3 separate regions of the Mus musculus genome follow, and all the other regions are linked to region 1. Evidence: chromatin contacts called from public Hi-C and HiChIP or PLAC-seq data. All regions are on one chromosome and are shown on one strand. Each heading gives the region's core, a stretch centred on a gene start, on an enhancer-like site or on the middle of the called end of the contact. The rest is flanking DNA. Distances are from core to core; before and after follow the strand shown. Region 1 overlaps Nlrp1b (NLR family, pyrin domain containing 1B). Region 2 has its middle 32 kb from the start of Gm23311. Region 3 holds the start of Dhx33 (DEAH (Asp-Glu-Ala-His) box polypeptide 33).

The links. A called contact is a pair of places that touch in the nucleus more often than the background predicts. HiChIP or PLAC-seq counts read pairs in DNA pulled down with a chosen protein or histone mark.
Region 2: a Hi-C map of bone marrow-derived macrophages shows a contact between it and region 1, with 34 read pairs. The contact joins two enhancer-like sites. A contact is called at or near these places in 1 of 15 datasets of contacts at CTCF or cohesin (pro-B cells) and 2 of 484 Hi-C or Micro-C datasets (the CH12 cell line and bone marrow-derived macrophages).
Region 3: a contact with region 1 is called in an H3K4me3 HiChIP or PLAC-seq map of bone marrow-derived macrophages, with 5 times the contacts expected there. The contact joins the promoter of Dhx33 here to the enhancer-like site in region 1. A contact is called at or near these places in 3 of 39 promoter capture datasets (the 3T3-L1 cell line, the C10 cell line and cranial neural crest), 1 of 115 datasets of contacts at active chromatin or transcription factors (bone marrow-derived macrophages) and 3 of 9 other capture datasets (adipose tissue, liver and pancreatic islet).

The regions. Positions count from the first base shown.
Region 1 is chr11:71,158,547-71,161,264 of GRCm38.p6, forward strand. Nlrp1b (NLR family, pyrin domain containing 1B) reads right to left here. Exons shown (of 14, transcript NM_001162414.1): 10 at 2,520-2,645; 11 at 1,523-1,664. Among named protein-coding and RNA genes, the nearest start is that of Nlrp1a, 15 kb to the left of the region's middle. Within about 2 kb of position 1,410, at least 27 of the 459 cell types and tissues checked have an H3K27ac peak or open chromatin away from gene starts, as enhancers often do. A contact at or near this core is called in bone marrow-derived macrophages, where this site is marked.
Region 2 is chr11:71,319,658-71,322,375 of GRCm38.p6, forward strand. No RefSeq gene overlaps it. Among named protein-coding and RNA genes, the nearest start is that of Gm23311, 32 kb to the left of the region's middle. Within about 2 kb of position 1,399, at least 6 of the 459 cell types and tissues checked have an H3K27ac peak or open chromatin away from gene starts, as enhancers often do. A contact at or near this core is called in bone marrow-derived macrophages, where this site is marked.
Region 3 is chr11:71,003,061-71,005,778 of GRCm38.p6, forward strand. Dhx33 (DEAH (Asp-Glu-Ala-His) box polypeptide 33) reads right to left here and starts at 1,372. Exons shown (of 12, transcript NM_178367.4): 1 at 1,057-1,372. The coding sequence starts at 1,318.

The DNA of each region.
Region 1 (2,718 bases), core at 160-2,659:
AGGAAAAAGTCTGGACGAATACTCATCCCTCTAAATAAGTCATTTTTATCACCCTATTAAAGATTAAGTAGCATTGTGGAAGGAGAATTAGCAACATACTGTATGGAGAAGACTTGTGAAGTGCTGTCTTATAAGTAGGGTATTTCCATGGCCATCATGAAGTCATAGCACCAACAACTCCTGCCTCTGGACTTTCAATCAACTATCTATTGTTAAGCAGTTCACAGGGACAGTGCAGTTACTGCTAAATTACTGAGAAATAATAAATTTTTGGGTCAGAGGGGAGTAAATATTCCATCTGTATACCTGCTGGTGAGATCATTATGTTCTTCAGGATAGTACAAAATTCTTGGTCACAGAGATGATCAAATTTAAACTCTGGGAGACAAAGAAAACCCCTTTGAATGTGGCATAGAGATTTATAGAAAAGAAGCAAAAATGGCAGGAGTAGAGGGAGAGAAGAGAGGGCTTTCCTTTCTTTCTTTCTTTCTTTCTTTCTTTCTTTCTTTCTTTCTTTCTTTCTTTCTTTTTTCTTTCTTTCTTTCTTTCTTTCTTTCTTTCTTTCTTTCTTTCTTTCTTTCTTTCTTTCTTTCTTTCTTTCTTTCTTTTATACTGTTTAACTTTTTTAAGGTGGAGTGACCCTAATGCATTGTATGTATGCATAAAATTGGTAAAGTAATTTATTAATACACATTATGTATAGGTTTAAGATAGCGTATCTCATGTTGGCAAAATTCCTTCATGTTATAGCTTATCTGTTATGTGAATTGGAGTCAGATCTTTGTGCACCTCCATCTGTCACTTTCAGGACTTTGGAAGCAGTAAGAGAATACAGGTTGGAGAAAACAGGGCTTAGGGTCATGGTGCTTTGCATAGGATGTGTTCCCTTAAAAATGATCACATGGTCCTGCAGCAGTATTCAAAGGTGACTTCATCTTGAGTATTGTGAGTCTATGAATGAAGCCACACACCAATGCTCTCATCATGGAGTGAGTACTGAGAATGGAAAGAGAATCATATCAGAGTGTACAGTAAGAGGAGGACAGTCACTGGGCATGTCAGGGAGAGAACGCACTGAATGGAGTTTTCCTCTTCTCCTTTTCTCACCTTCACTTCCTCCTTTTCCTTCCCTCTCTTTCTCACTTCCTCTCTTCTTTGGAAAGAGCACAGATCAGCCTTCTTTCTCACATGGAAGCTCCCACTTCTGTGATACCAATTTCCTATAGGCTCAAAGAGATGGAGGCAGCCTACTGTGGACTGACACTTGGTTCTAAGACCTCAAATCAAAGGAATCTTTTATTCTTCAAAATTGTAGTTTTTTCTAATATATTTGTCAGAAGTTCGAAGTGATGACTGTTACAGTGTCACAGTGTAAACTATGCTTACACAACCTCTTATAGATCTTGCAAAACCACAAAACCGATCTTGCTTTCTTGTGGCACTAAGAAATAATGAAAGTACACCTCTCCCTAATCATTGCCTTTCTTCAATCCTTAGGGTCTCTGGCCTACACTTGTTTTACCTGGTTTCAGCAAGGCTTCCCATATGAGTTTCATGTGCTTTTTGTTTTTGATTTGCAGCTTAATCTCTGAACCCATGTTTCCAACGTATATCTCAGAGAAGAGTTGGAATTCCTTGCTGCTCCTGTAGCACAGCTCCAGTTCCTAGGGAAAGGGACAGGAAGGGCGAGGGGGAGAGGTAGGGGGAGGGAGAGGGGGAGGGAGGGGGAGGGGGAGGGGGAGGGGGAGAGTTCCTGTGTGAGAATTTCTTGCTCATTTTGTGAGGCAGGGATGGCCCCACTCACAAACTTTCTTGATCTTGCACATTACATTAGATACTGACTCTCTTTTGCACTGAGGTGATCCACAGCCTATGAACACACATCTTTACTCAGATGGCAGAGTACCCAGCATGTAGGGGGAGGGGTTGATACTGAAACCTGGTTCCCTATTATTTATTGATTGAATTTGGGGCTCAGTTATTTGTGGCAGGAGCTGATTATACCCCAGAGGACCAGGAATTGGCCTGTGTGAAGTGGGGACCTGGGCATGGTTATAAACCTCATGGCTTGCCACTAAAGACCTTGTTCTAACTCCCATGTCACACATCTTTTGTTTCTACAAATTTCCCAAATATTACCACCATCTGAGGACCCAGTGTTTAAGCATTTAAATGACTGTAGGAGACATTTCAGATTCAAACCATAACAGCCACGGATGAGCGAGTGCTCATCCTGAAATTCCTGCTCACACATTCTCAGCCTAGGCTTCTTCTCCCCATGTTTAGCAGGACGCATCTCTGTGTCAAATTGAATTTAGTCCTTCTCTTCCCCAGGCCTCGTATGCAACGCTGTGTGCTTCCTTAAAACTCTACCTAACTTTCATGTTAAGTGTTTTGCTTGTTGAGATCCCAATTGTTTCATCCCCAGTCTTAGTTTGCTGCAAAGCCTTCCAATCTACCCCACAGGTTTCCCAAGACTGGCATCAGACCCCCACAGGTAGCAAACACCCAATGCTCACCTTTGGGGTGATTTCCAGGTTCTCAGAACCAGACACAATGTAGCGGGAGCCAATGAAAAGATTGTCTACTGGGGGTGGCTTGTTTATTCTCACAAACTGAAACTTCATTTCTTCATCATCTATGGCCTGGGGAACATGACACACAGTGATATATCTAGATTTCTTGAACACAACATCTGTCTAAATGAGGCAAGGTGGT
Region 2 (2,718 bases), core at 149-2,648, 160 kb after region 1:
TCACCCCAAAGTGTATGCATTTAAATCTACCACCAAATAAACCAGTATGGACAAGCAAGGATTGTCTCAGAGAGCTGTTTCATTTAGCTGCTTACCTCTGGGAAGGCCTTCAACTAAAGAGCCATACCTAAGATGCCTGAGGAAGGCTTTGTCCCCTCCACCCACTCCTGTACTCTTGGCATTCACTCCAAATCAGACTGGTTCTGCTTGTCCTGGGCTCTGCCTCCCCTCTCTGCCTGACATTAACATCACAGAGACCCTGAGGGGTAGCACTTGGGTACCCAGAGAGGAGACCAGAAACCACAGCATTCATTCCCAGACCCTGCTGTTTCCCCTTCCAGTCCAGAAAAGGAAGACACAGACTGTGGACCCCCATTCCAGACTTATGCTTCCCCTGAGCCATGTGCTGGTAGTGAAAGACTCCGAAAGGAGCCCCTCGCTCAGGCTTCAGGACAATAGCGGACACCCAAGAACTCACGATAGACCGAGCTTGTTGCAAACCACATGAGGCTTTATTCGGGGAAAGCCAGAGCTCTGGGGACGACTCATATCCCACGCAGGGGTAGAGGAGTCGACCTCGAGGGGAAAGAGGTCCCAGTTTTTATAGGCCCTCAGGGGGGAAAGGAGAAGGGAGAGAGTAGGGGATTTCCAGATCTAAACAATGTCTATTCTCAAGAAATGGGTATGGGAGGGGTACAAGGAAAGAGTCTAATGAAGGTGCAGCAATGGGCACACACCTGGTCAGAACATTGGCAGACACACAAGGAGTGGCCAGAGCATTGTGCACCTCTATTTTTCTACATCAGTGAAGCTAGTTCTGCTAACACTGACGTCTATCTTGCCAACTTCAGGGCTTCTGTGTCCTTTTACATTCTGCCAGGATCTTTTAGTAGCACCAAGGTACCATCAGTGGAGAGAAAGGAAACAGTATGACTGCCTCACACTCTGGTCAAGTCAGCTTGACAGGCCGAGAAGTTTGGAAGCTACTCAAGAGGCAGAAGAGTTTCACGGAAACTCACTCCTGGAGTCTGGCATTCTCTTTAACTGATATACTCATATTCTATTCCCACATTAGTCTGGTGTATGGATCCACGAGCTCTCTTTTAGTAGTGTCTTATTATAAGTGCCTTTTAAGATTAAATTCTGACATAGCTAAACCTTCACCAGTGTCCAATGTCCTAGAAAGTCCTTGAACTGACCATGGGTTTAGAATTCAGTAAGAATGTTGCCTATTCAGTGACATTCAGAATTGCCTCTAATAAAAGCTAAGTCACTGCCCTACACAGAAATTTACCATCATCTAGGAAGAAGGAAGTTTGAGACCTAAAGAGGAACCAGAATAGATACTTAGAACTATAGATAGCTTAGTTACACCCATACACACGTATTTACAATGGCCTAGGGGGGAAATGGACTATACAATAGACTAAAATAGGAGCTATGGCAAGGGCAAAAAGCCCTTGACCCTGGCTTCTAAGATTAAGTGAATCTTAGGTGGAGCTCCTTTTGATCCCAGTTGTTAACAATGAATTCTATCCCAGGTGGTTCCTGTTAGACCTTCTGTGTTTGTATTCCTCTGTTTTGTAAAAGAATCCAGTAACCTCTTTGTACCTTGCTGGTGTGTCACCCAACTTCCTTATTTTCTTCTGTATAAAAAGTTTGATGCTCGATTTGACAAATTACATTCAGATTCTACACAACCTCTCCTGTGTGCTTCTGTCTGTCATTCCATCCAACACTTTGCCCACCTGTCCCAGAGACCCGTTCCACACAGACAAAGGGGCCCAGAGGTTCTGCGGCATATGACAAGTGGATATCAAATGTCATCTGACTCAGTATCAAGCCCTTCCCCTAGATAAGGACAGACTAACTTTTGACAAAGCCCTGGCCATTAACCCCACCACCCTGCTATTGCATGATGACCCTATGGAGCCCATCCATGACTGCCTGGAGATGCTGGACATCATTCAAACTGCATGAATTGACCTGATAGACATCCCTCTCACCACATCCGTGTGAATCTCTATATAGATGGTAGCAGCTTCATTCAGGAAGGAACTAGATATGCAGGGGCAGTGGTAGTCATAAGCCAAAAGGAGGTCATCTGGCCACAAGCCTGTAGGGGCACATCTGCCCAAAGAGCAGAAATAATCACTCTGACACAGGCCTTAAGATAGGCTAAGGAGGAAAAGGTAATCACTTATACTGATAACCAGTATGCCTTTGCCTTGGGTCATGTTCACAGGACAGTTTTATAAACAAAGGGGCTTGCTTACTCAGTGAGTTAGGGTTTTACTGCTGTGATTAGACCAAGGCAATTCTTATAAAGAACAACATTGAACTGGGGCTGGTTTAGAGGTTCAGAGGTTCAGTCCATTATCATCAAGGCAGAAGCATGACAGCATTCAAGCAGGCATGGTGTAGGAGGAACTGTGAGCTCTACATCTTGTTCCAAAGGCAAACAGGAGGAGACTGACTTCCAGACAGCTAGGATGAGGATATTAAAGCCCACAGCCACAGTGATACAATCACTCCAACAAGGCTACACCTCCTAATAGTGCCACTCCTTGGGCCAAGCATATTCAAACCATCACACTCAGTTCAGAAGGAAGGAATATTGAAAATAAGTATGAAATGCTGGAGACTATTTGACTTCCAGCTGAACTGGCCATAATACACTGGCCTGGACACTGAAAAGATCAAAGGCCCCAGACTCAA
Region 3 (2,718 bases), core at 122-2,621, 160 kb before region 1:
GGACAAAATTCACCTGGGCATCAGCTTTACAGTCCATCTTGTTCCTGTTTTTGCAGCCTGTCTTCCGTCTCCATCTCCCCAAAAGCCTACTTGAGGCTCTGGAACTTTTGTTTTCCTCAGAACTCTTGGATCTTCTCAAATGTGACTTCAAAAGAGACAGCCTTTCTCCTGTGCCAGGTGGGCTCTCCATAACTCCTGATGCCCGGCACTGCGCCCCCATCTCTGAAATTTCCTAAACTTTGATCCATTAGTTCTATCTATCTTCAGTGTCCTCTCTGCTCAGTTCGCCAAAATCTGTGACTATTTACAAGTGCCTCAGCTTCCCTTGGTTGGCCAAAGCAGAAACCTGTTTCCACTGCCTTCATTCTTTCACCTCCTAATTACTCCTCAGTCCAACGCCAGATCTGTTCTTAAAGTTATTTTGAAAAAATTCTTAGTGGGAGTTGCAATCAATACTACATATCCAACGTGCACTCCCACGCCCCACCATGTCTACATATTGTTATGGAACTTCCCTCCTTAGCACTCTATTCCACTGACTGCCAGTACTCCAGTCTCTTTCTCGCTTATGACATTCCTTCGGGAACTCCTCTATCGTCAATACTGTAGCAAAGCCACTAGAAGTCAGTCCCTGCCTTCGAACACTGCCAAGTTCTTCTCGTACACAAGAAATTGGTTCTCGCCAACTGAATTCTTTCTGGCGCCAGTCTCTCCGTCCTCGCTTAGAATGCCGGTCCCCAGGGACCCGCTCCGCAGCTGCCTCCTCAAAAGCCTTGGTGAGGCCCATCCTGCAAAGCTCTCTGAGAGCCTCCGATATGCTCCCCACGCCTCGTCACGGAAGGCGAATATCCTCAAACTCACAGAGCGCGGTCAGCGCCGGCAGGGTAACTCTGTCCGCCTCTTTCCAGAGGTCCCTGTCCACACCGGGCACTGAAACCCTTTCAAGTTTGTGGAAGAAACCAACGCAAAGAAAGTGAGAAGCCCCTAAGAAACCCCGCCCTCGTGCACAGAGCCAGGGATCTAGAGCAAGGAAGATCCACCAAAGCCGCCACTCACCGATGAGGACCGCGTTGTCCAGGTTTCGGAGCTGAGCCAATAGCTGCCCCCGCGCCCGGAAGATGGGCAGACTCCGGCGCTGCAGCTCCAGGGCCTCGCGGTAGGGACTGGCCGAAGGCTGGGCCAGCGGCGGCGTCTGCCTCCGGCCTCCTCCAGCTCCGCCGCCGCCGCCAGCCGTCAACAGCATCACTACTCGTCTCCCGGGAGGGCAGGAGCCCGGCCGGAATCTCTTAGCGGGCGGGAGGCTCGCCTCCTCCGGCATGTCGGGAGGACCGCGGCCGGAGGCAGGGACGCAGACAGTTCCGCTCGGCTGGGGACAGCAAGCGCGCACCGCCCCTTTCTCGCCACGTGCAGGCGTGCTGGGCGACCACCGATGACCTCACAGCCGCCTCCTGCCTTGAGGAAAGGAACTGCAATTCCCAGCATGCGCTGTGCATTTACATCCTGTGAGAGCAAGGTCGGAGGTGCGACCGAAAAAACGGCCCGAGTAACAACAGGGGACGATAGCTGTGTGGTTCCCTAGGGTCTTGTTGCGTAATGACGTTGTCCTAAACTCTCATTTCTATCCAATAAAAATGACTGTCCCATCTCGGGCTCCAACAATAGTCACGTTTTAAGGCAATTACTTATTTCTGTAAATCTAACGAGGAACACAAACATTTACTCTTCTAAACAATGTACGTTTTAAGGTACCCACTGGTAGCTCCGATTTATAAATGTAGAAAGTGAAATTTTCTGAGACTAAAGTCATTTCGGATGCTGCAAAGAATTTTGAAAATGCTACTAGTGAGTATCTTCAGTTACGGAAAGGTGAATTCTATGATTCTGATATCATGTAATTTCCCCACAAAGTGATAGGCTCAAAAAATACAAGCAGAAATAAAAAAGAAAATGAGTGGAACTAAAATTGCCTTAACTCACCTCCCAGTCATTCCTACTAGATTTTCAATCTTTACACAGCTTTTCAGCCCTATTGTATACACCTTAATCAGTGCGAGTATTCACTACTCCTGCAGAAAACTTGTACATAACCAGTTCTTCCTTCCTGTTCAATTACAAGCTCTTAGATGCTTTGCTAATTCAACACAGAAAGACAGGCACAGAGTGAATGGGTGGTTACCTTTGCTTTTTCATCTTTGGAGGGTGTGGGCGTTTTGTTTGGGAGTATGTTCCTGCACTACTTGCTTGCAATGCTCACATGGAGGTCAGAAGAGGGTGTTGGATTCCCTGGAATTGGAGTTACAGCCAGTTGAGCCTCCATGTGTTTGGAACCCGTAGGGTTCTCAGTGCCCTCGCTGTCCCCGATTGTGTTTCTTTTTTTTTTTTTTTTAAAGATTTATTTATTTATTTATTATATGTAAGTACACTGTAGCTGTCCTCAGACACTCCAGAAGAGGGAGTCAGATCTTATTGGTTGGATGGTTGTGAGCCACCATGTGGTTGCTGGGATTTGAACTTCCAACCTTTGGAAGAGCAGTCGGGTGCTCTTACCCACTGAGCCATCTCACCAGCCCCCGGATTGTGTTTCTTATACAGAATGTGGCGTTCTATAATTCTCAACTCATGTGAAGGCTATCCATCAAATTTGGTATGCAGACCTGTTTTTTTTTTGTTTGTTTTGTAAAAAAAAAAAAAAAAAAAAACCCAGATGTGAATCTGTCT